Linked DNA regions of Triticum aestivum: all the other regions are linked to region 2. A link is a contact called in public Hi-C data. All regions are on one chromosome and are shown on one strand. The core of a region is the stretch at or near the end of the contact, and the rest is flanking DNA. Distances in the headings are between cores, read along the strand shown. Region 1 holds the start of LOC123187020. Region 2 holds the start of LOC123184313. Region 3 holds the start of LOC123184312.

Evidence for each region. A called contact is a pair of places that touch in the nucleus more often than the background predicts.
Region 1: a Hi-C map of leaf shows a contact between it and region 2, with 5 times the contacts expected there. The contact joins the promoter of LOC123187020 here to the promoter of LOC123184313 in region 2. A contact is called at or near these places in 3 of 5 Hi-C or Micro-C datasets (all in leaf).
Region 3: a Hi-C map of leaf shows a contact between it and region 2, with 4 times the contacts expected there. The contact joins the promoter of LOC123184312 here to the promoter of LOC123184313 in region 2. A contact is called at or near these places in 2 of 5 Hi-C or Micro-C datasets (both in leaf) and 1 of 1 datasets of contacts at active chromatin or transcription factors (leaf).

The regions. Positions count from the first base shown.
Region 1 is chr2A:17,360,888-17,363,805 of IWGSC CS RefSeq v2.1, reverse strand. It overlaps LOC123187020, which reads right to left and starts at 1,665. Exons shown (of 2, transcript XM_044598767.1): 1 at 1,017-1,665. The coding sequence starts at 1,543.
Region 2 is chr2A:17,145,836-17,148,986 of IWGSC CS RefSeq v2.1, reverse strand. It overlaps LOC123184313, which reads right to left and starts at 1,682. Exons shown (of 2, transcript XM_044596460.1): 1 at 1,257-1,682; 2 at 1-148. The coding sequence starts at 1,618.
Region 3 is chr2A:16,994,193-16,997,519 of IWGSC CS RefSeq v2.1, reverse strand. LOC123184312 reads left to right here and starts at 1,505. Exons shown (of 2, transcript XM_044596459.1): 1 at 1,505-2,212. The coding sequence starts at 1,686.

The DNA of each region.
Region 1 (2,918 bases), core at 416-2,915, 210 kb before region 2:
GATAGTCCAGCGTACAGATAGAGAGACTTTGAAACATTGCACATTGCAGAAAAGTCTGGAGAAACTACCATATCAAAGCACATTGCACAGATAGTGCTCCGGTGATTCCCTTGGGGGCAAGAACTGTTGCACATTTAAAAAATATCCCGATGAAAACACCATATTCACATAATACATTCTAGTAAAATCTACTGCCTACACAGAAAATACCAAACTGTATTTTAGAAAAGAAAATACCAAACTGCTCCTACTAGAGCCGTGCCAGGCAGTGAGAAAATGTTGCCCATCGCAGAGAAAATAGTCTTTAAAGAAAAGTATCCGATAATAAACAGGTCATGCGTACATCCTCTCTGGAGTTTAAAATTAAAGAGTGCTCCGGGGAGCTATGCCAACATAGAAACAGAGGGGTTGCTGGTAGAAACAGAGGTTTGCTGGTACGAAATAAGGAGTGCCTAGATGGGGTTACAACATAGAAAATGAAGAGCAGAAACCCAGTGGTGCAAAGGATAAGTGCAGCTTGAGCTTTGTGTTTCAAACTTCGCATGGCTTATTGAACTTGTATATTCCAGCGGTTAACTGAACCTTGGGAACAACTTGTGGCTATAAATCTGTGCTAAACCACTGGCTGTCTGCATCTTTAGCCGGGAGAAATACTCCCTCCGTCCGAAAAAGTTTGTCCCAAGCTTGTCCCTCAAATGGATGTATCTAGCACCAAGTTTTTTCGGACGGAGGGAGTACCTGTATACTACTACCTTAAAATGGAAACCCACTGTTTGTTGAATCCCATTGGAAAAATTAATATGCTGAACGTTTCAGAGAGCAGTGAATGAAGACAGCAACGCATCAGCAACAGTATAGCTAACCCTCGCAATGAAAATTTGAAGAGAATCGAAAATGTTTCCTAACCTGACAGAGGACAGACAGTGTGTTCTGACATAGACATCGTACAGAATGAAATTTCCGTGGAAAAAAATCGTACATAACGAGATGGGTGAGAAATTGGTAGAGTGCAACACCTGTGGATGGGGTCGTGGTAGTGGATCGCGGCTTGCCTGAGCATGCCGACGGCGTGACGCCGCCCTCGCGTCATCTCCTCCATGGATTCGGGGTCCATGAGGCGGATTTGAGGAAGTGCTTCAAGGTAGTGGATTTGCGGGTACCGGAAGTACCCGTCGGCGCCGGCGTGGGGCGCCCTGCGACGGAGGAGGATTGGACGGGTGGTCTCTTCCTCTTCGAAGAAGCCGCGGGCGGTGGCGGCGGCGACAGCCACGCGGTCCGCGTCCACCACCGTGTGGGTGCGGGGCGGCTGCTGCTCCGGGAGGCGGCGGCCGTCTGCAGCGCCCGCGAACCCCTCCAGAGGCAGAGGCAGAAGCAGAAGCAGGAGGTTCCTCCAGAGCCACCAGACGACAACGACGGCCACAGGCCCGGCGAGGTGGAGGGCAAGGTAGGCCGCCGCGGAGGCGCACAAAGGGCGCGGCGGCGGGGCCGAGGCGCTATCGAGATTCGGAATGCAAGACAGGTTGGCGTACACAAATTCAGGCATGGCCGCCGGCGGCGACGCTGCTGGGGCTAGGAGAAGTTCCGGGGAAAGGGGCGAATTGCCACTGTGAATGAACGCGGGGACGGACGGAGAAGCCTTTGGCCGTTTTTGCAAAGGTGTTGGTTGGGCTTACTTTTGGCTGAAATTTGAGGACGGTAGCGATGAGAGCAACAACTGATGTGAGCCTATCTTCTTTCTAGCTGCTCGCCGAATTAAAATCTCCTCCGAGGTTTAAAAACGTTTTTATTTTTGTAAAACAGGTTTGATTTGTATACAAATGCCTCCTTGGCAAATTCTCAATAGGTTTGATTTAGTATAACTTTTTGAATAGTTTGATTTTTGATTGGAGTACTAAAACTAGTTGTACTGGCAGCGAGGAAGAGGGTATATGAGCAAGGAGCATTTGATTAGGTATTAAATACTCCCTTCGTCTCATAATATAAAAGAACGTAGTATAGTAGAACAGAGACTAGGAGAGAGAATGCGTCGATTTTCCTGATTTTTTCACTACTCGATCGACTACTCGTACGACGGATAGCGATTGTCACTGGTTGGTTTTAATCTGTTATCCATGTTATTACTGGCGGTGGTGGCTTTCTGTAGGCATATCTATCTTTTCTTTTTTTCTATATATCTTTCCTACTGCTACGTTGAACCGATCAAAATTTCGTTTGATTTCGCTGTTCCGGTTGATGCCGAAGCCTGGTCGCCGGAGTATCGTGGCCTCTCGCGCCTCAGCAAAAGGACAGAATATGGCTCCATAAACTAGGTGACGTGAGATTGCAGCAGGGCTCGTCGCCGTATCCTCTGATGACATGAACTAATAGGCAAATTAAGCTTCCGAACCCAACTCATGGAGACACAAAGATTGCATGTCTGTTCTATGTGCCGCCGGGTGCGAGTGTGTCTGAGAGCATCTGAGTTGTCCTATTCGGAATCTAGTGCAGATAAGTTTGCATTCACCCATGGATCCTTGAATAAATAGCAAGCCAAGCTGCAAGAGAGGTATGAACTTTGAATATGCGCCTGATCTTCCCAGAACAGAAGAGTGTCATGCATCCCTTTTAATCTTGTCGATGAATTAGAAAAAAAGAAACAGTAATTCGTACTGTACGCCGGAGCGGGCTGTCAGAGTAGAAAGCGACGACTGAAGGCATCGTCGGTAATTGTTGCCCGTAGCAACAACACGCCCTCCTCCTTTGCTATGATTTGGATCCATCCAAGTTCATCTTGATTGAACTCCCAGTTTTACGGGATGTTTCGGACTTGAGTTGTTTATTTGCATCACCTCCTTCAGGAATTACGTATCTCGATCACCTGTAGATCGATCGGGCTTGTTTAAAATTTCTGCTGCTTTCACCCGGACCGCTGGATTAAA
Region 2 (3,151 bases), core at 433-2,932:
GTTACCACAGAAAATAGCCAACGCTTGTATAAGAAGACCATTTGCTGGATGAATGGTGAATTCATCGCAGTCGCAACTATGGATGTCCAGAAGTATTCCACCCAAAGCATTCAACATATTGTTAAGAATTCCAGCAACCTCACCAGATCTGTTCAAAGGATCTTGTTACAAACTATTTAAAATAATTTGAATCACATAATTTAGGGTTCAATCTAGGAAAAAAATGTACTACATTATTTTGCATAGAGAGCTAGAGATAAGTAAATAGTTAGCAGACTGCAAACAGTTATGCTGATGAGTATTTCTCATATTTTAGGTGTATTTCATCATTTTTCTCTTTTCTCACTGCAATAAGTCATATGCCCTATATTTAGTGTGCCAATTGATTATATGCATCAAGTCTAACAAGAAAAGAAGAACCTGCTCTAGTTTCATTTCTCCTCCCAACTGTAATTGTCAATTCTTCATCCACATGGCTCATGTCATGTGCCCCTCTTGGAACCACTACCCTTATATAATAAAGCTCTGGAATTTTCTCTCTCTTTGCGGCGAGGAAAAAGGTCCAGTTCATCCTCTACAGTTTAGAGTCTAGTTTCGATTTGTCAATCGACTTAAAATGAATTCACCTTTATTCTTAATTTTCAGCCGATCGGTAACAAATAAATAACAATTACACAGGACTACCAACCAAAAATACAAGTAATGAATACTACATGACTAACAACAGTAGTACTAGAATAGTAAACCCATGTGATCTCGGAAAAAGAAAAAAAAAATAGTAAACCCACATGAATAAAACAGTACACCCAAAACAGTGTGGAATGCTTACGAGGAGAATGTTAATACCAAACATACATTAGAAAATAAATACACTATGGATATTGTAGGCTTGGAGGGAATGATATTATTCTACACAGGAAAACAAATTGGGAATTCAATCATAGCACTTGATCGGACGGATAAAAAATTCGATCGAAACTGAATTAATAGTCAGTTGACTGAAAATTAGCAAATTCTGGGAAACAAAATTAAGCGTCCAGCGCACTTAATTTAAGGTTGATATAAGTTGTCGGCCCTCGCATACTTAAATTGATCAATGAAATCTCTCCCCTCGTCCTCCCCCCACCTCTCAATCCTTTGTTCCGTCTCCGTTCCACCACCCCTTGTTGGTAGGCACGGAAGTAACATACAGTAGTACTCCTACTGAATAGCAGAGAATCAGAGTAAGTAGAAAAGATTGGGGGACTAGTACGTACCTGTCGATGGCAGCATTGATGAAGACCACTGTCCGTTGAAGCACCCGGCTTGCTTTGTCTTGGTCGTCGCTGCTGCCGCCGTCCGACAGGTAGGCCTCGGCTTGGGACGGCGCCAGAGCCTCTGGGATGGAGGCGGCGATCTCGTCGACCTCCTCTGCAATCACCGGGTTCTGATCGGCACCCCCATCTGGCAACTGCTCGAAAAGGGGCCGACGGGACCAGAGGGTGAGTAGGATGGCCACGGACGCAGCGACGAGGCCTATGCAAATCGGCGGAGAGACACATGAACAGGAAGGAGGACGCGGCGCATGATTGGGGCTGCAAGTCAAGTCGAGGTACTGCTTGCAGCGAGCATCTGGCATGGTTCGCCGTGGTCGCCCGTCGGCGTGGGCTTCTTTGGAGGGAGGGGCAGCGGGATATGTTTGTGTTGGAGGTGGCGCCGTCGCGGTGGGTTTTATAGCCGTCCGTCTTGGCATTTTCCTTCCGTCGCTGCTCAGCTGCTGTCGACGTCGACGAAAGGGAAAGGCGTAGCGATTATTCGCCGGTGCGTGCGCCGTCCGGTGCCAGGGGGATACTTCCTGGTAGTTTCCTCCATTCTCCTTCCGGCCGGCGTCCAGGACTTAATTTTTTCTTTTCTCCATGGAAGAGATGTGGCGCACGCATCAGCCATATACTAGTCCGTACTGACGTACACCGGTCCATCCCTTTCATATCGCAGGGTCAGATTGGTAGGACGCCGGCGCCTGATGACAGTAATGTATGTGTTCCTGCGTACCTCAGCTGGCTGTCTTTTTCTTTCTTTTCTTCATTTGCGGGAACACTAACGGGCTATTCTTGCTCTACCGGATCACGATGACAATAATTTTAGCCAGATCCAAACTACTAACGTGCTAAAAGCCTAAAATATGCCCACCACTAATTAAATCACACAGGGCCCAGTAATGTGCTACTTCCCCCGCAATTTTTATTTAGTAATAATGTGCTACTTGGCGCTCGGCTCAACTACGAGAAAGTAACTGCAGGTGCCCCCGTGCCGTGGAAATGTGGCGAGCCATGGCGAAACATTGAAGCTTACCGGGCATCAGTTCTGTTAGGCCGACGGGCATCGAGTGGCTGTTCGACGTGCTGTATCCCCTGCAGGTTGATGACCGCATGAGGGTCCTTATGGTGCTGTGGCGCGCATGGCATGTTCGGAATGAGATCGTCCATGAGAAGAGGCCACCCCCAGTGGAGGCTTCATGCCGGTTCCTGCTCAGCTATGAAGCATCTTTGGCTGCTATCCAGCGAGACCCGGACGGTGATCACATGAAGGGCAAGATGGTGCTTGTGCCCGCGGCGAGGGGGGCGCCGGCAAGGCACCAGGAGAACGCACCAGCGCCGGATAGCATGTGGCAGGCCCCAGCCCCTGGGCGTGTTAAACTGAACGTCGACGGTTCGTACTGCCCCGCCTCTGGTGCTGCGGGTGCAGGCATGATCTTGAGGGACAGTAGTGGAGCAATTATTTTCTCGGCGTGCAGAAACCTTCTCTTCTGTGCAGATCCTTTGCAAGCGGAGCTGGCGGCCTGTCTCGAAGGCCTAAATTTTGCCATGCAACGGTCTCCTTTGCCTGTGGACGTGGAGATGGACAGCCCGATTGCTGTGCAGGCTATCCGATCAATGAAGGAAGATAAATCGCAACGCGCGATGATGATTTCTGAAGCTAAGAGACTTCTTGGTGAAAGGGAAAGTTCAATTGCCCATATTAGTAGGACACAAAACTGTGTTAGGCATAGACTAGCTGAGTTTGGCCGAGTAGAAGCTAGGACTGCCATATGGTTAAAATCTGGACCTGCTAATGCACCGGAACTATGTATGGAGGATCTCCCTCCAAGCTGAGCAATGAAATTCCCTTTAGC
Region 3 (3,327 bases), core at 256-2,755, 150 kb after region 2:
GCCAGCGCGCGATTGGCCACATCATAACATGCTCATTTTTCAGTTCTGTGTTTTCTGGCATTGTCAAAATTTCTTTACGATGTAAAGTGTCATGTTTTGTAAAATAATGGTTTTCCGAGAATTATGACGTCAAAATGATGGTTTTATGCATTTGACTCAAACAAGGAACGGTAGTGCCGCACCGTTGGATTTGTATTTTAATCCAGCGATCCGGGTGAAAGCAATCAAAATTTTAAACAAGCCCGATCTACAAGTGATCGCATTTTCTTTCGAGATACGTAATCTGTAAAGGAGGTGATGCAAATAAACAACCCAAGTCCAAAACATCCCATAAAACTGGGAATTCATTCAAGATGAACTTGGATGGATCCAAGTCATAGCAAAGGAGGAGGGCGTGTTGTTGCTACGGGCAACAATTACCGACGATGCCTTCAGTCAAAACCCCCAGCAAACTGTCGGTTTGTACTCTGACAGCCCGCTCCGACGTACAAATTACTGTTTCTGTCTAATTCATCAACAAGATTATAATGCAAACTAACCAATCAGGCGCATATTCAAAGTTCATACCTCTCTTGCAGCTTGGATTGCTATTTATTCAAGGATCCATGGGTGAAGAGCATTGCTACACGGACGACAGTTCCGGCCGAAACCCGGACGACACGCTATATCCAACCATCCGTGGGCAAGTCTACACCGTAGCATACGGTTTGATTAGCCGTCGGGCGAGTGTCGTCCAGCCGAACATCGTCTGTGAAGTACTTCCGATGGGTGAATGCAAACTATCCGCGCTATGATTTGCCGTTTACTACTTTTGAACCCTCTCTGCTTTCTAGTAAGTCATCTCTCTCTCTCTCTCTCTCTCTCTCTCTCTCTCTCTCCAAACATAAGCCACATGCATAATAGCCAATCATCATTCTCTCTGTCTCTCAACATCAGTCGAGTAGTGAAAAATCAGCAAAATCAACGCGTTCTTTCTCTTAGTCTCTTTCACACACAGAGCAGACGCTGCCACGCCACTTTAACCGCCAAAGATAAGATTCCTCCTGGGAGACCTGTTCTACTTAATTTTACTATTCTTTCTGTTTCGCGGGGACCCATTTAATACCTATTCGAATAATGTTGTACTAATAAAAAAGGTGCCCTCTCTGCAGTACCACTAGTGTATCTACTCCAAGCAAAAAGGAGTATATGATATTGGAGTAGTACTACAAGCAAAAATCTTGCGATAAGGTAAAAAATATATCTGTAGTACTGTAAACAAATGTAGGACGTTTTTGCTGTAATGCCCCACATTTGATTACAAAGGCAGTACGTAATTCACTACGAATACTACTACTGAGAATTTGAAGTAGGTGATTGAAATGACCGGTGCAAACATTCCATAGTATTGAGAATTTGCCGAGGAGGCGTCTGCATACCAATCAAACCTTTTTTAAACCTCGCTTTTAGAGGAGAAGATTTTCTTTTTCATTTGGCGAGCAGCTAGAAAGAAGATAGGGTCACATCGCATCGGCTGTCGCTCTCATCATCGCTACCGTCGTCAAATTTGAGCCAAAAGTAAGCCCCACCAACACCTTTGCAAAACGGCCAAAGCTTCTCCGTCCGTCCCCGCGTTCGCCTGCAGTGGCCATTCGCCCCTTTCCCCGGAACTTCTCCGAGCCCAAGCAGCGCCGGCGGCGGCGGCCATGCCTGAATTTGTGTACGCCAACCTGTCTTGCATTCCGAATCTCGATAGCGCCTCGGCCCCGCCGCCGCGCCCTTTGTGCGCCTCCGCGGCGGCCTACCTTGCCCTCCACCTCGCCGCGCCTGTGGCCGTCGTTGTCGTCTGGTGGCTCTGGAGGAACCTCCTGCTTCTGCTTCTGCCTCTGCCTCTGGAGGGGTTCGTGGGCGCTGCAGACGGCCGCCGCCTCCCGGAGGACCAGCCGCCCCGCACCCGCACCGTGGTGGACGCGGACCGCGTGGCTGTCGCCGCCGCCACCGCCCGCGGCTTCTTCGAAGAGGAAGAGACCACCCGTCCAATCCTCCTCCGTCGCAGGGCGCCCCACGCCGGCGCCGACGGGTACTTCCGGTATCCACAAATCCAATACCTCGAAGCAGTTCCTCAAGTCCGCCTCATCGACGCCGAATTCGTGGAGGAGATGACGCGGGGGGCGCGTCACGCCGTCGGCATGCTCAGGCAAGCCGCGATCCACTACCACGACCCCATCCGCAGGTGTTGCACTCTACCAATTTCTCACCCATCTCGTTCTTTCCTTCTAGTATCTTGTTTGTACGATTTTTTTTACCGGAAATTTCATTGTGTACGACGTCTCTCAGTCAGATGACACTGTCTGTCCCTGTTGCTCTGTCAAGTTCAGTTAGGAGCCCCGCAAAAAAAAAAAAGTTCAGTTAGGAAACCTGGCTTTACTGTTACTGATGCGTTGCTGTCTTCATCCACTACTCTCTGAAACATTCAGCATATTAATTTTCTCAATGGGATTGAACCAACTCTGGGTTTCCATTTTAAGGTAGTAGTGTACAGGTATTTCTCCCCGCTAAAGATGCAGACAGCCAGTGGTTTAGCACAGATTTATAGCCACAAGTTGTTCCCAAGGTTCAGTTAACCGCTGGAATATACAAGTTCAATAAGCCATGCGAAGTTTGAAACACAAAGCTCAAGCTGCACTTCTCCTTTGCACCACTGGGTTTCTGCTCTTCATTTTCTACACACACACGCACTGTATGCTTGGCTGTGAACTGTTGTTCCATCGACGAAATGGCAAACGGGTTGCCTGATTCGAGTTTTTTTACTTGATTAACGTTACATCGTTGAATGGATCCAATGGCTAATGTTGTAGTCTGTAGTCCAAAATGTTGCATTCAGATGTTATCTGGGTTTCATGCTGCATGCTTTGTTAGTCGATATCATGCCATGTAATGGTCAATGTTGCAGTAAATCTGAGTACTAGCAAATGTTGATAAAAAAAAAGCACTCGAAACCCCATCTAGGCACTCCTTATTTCGTACCAGCAAACCTCTGTTTCTACCAGCAACCCCTCTGTTTCTATGTTGGCATAGCTCCCCGGAGCACTCTTTAATTTTAAACTCCAGAGAGGATGTACGCATGACCTGTTTATTATCGGATACTTTTCTTTAAAGACTATTTTCTCTGAAATGGGCAACATTTTCTCACTGCCTGGCATGGCTCTAGTAGGAGCAGTTTGTTATTTTTCTTTCCTAGAATACAGTTTAGTATTTTCTGTGTAGGCAGTAGATTATACTAGAATGTACTACATGAATATGGTTTTTTCCTCAGGATATTTTTTAAATGTGCAACAGTTCTTGCCT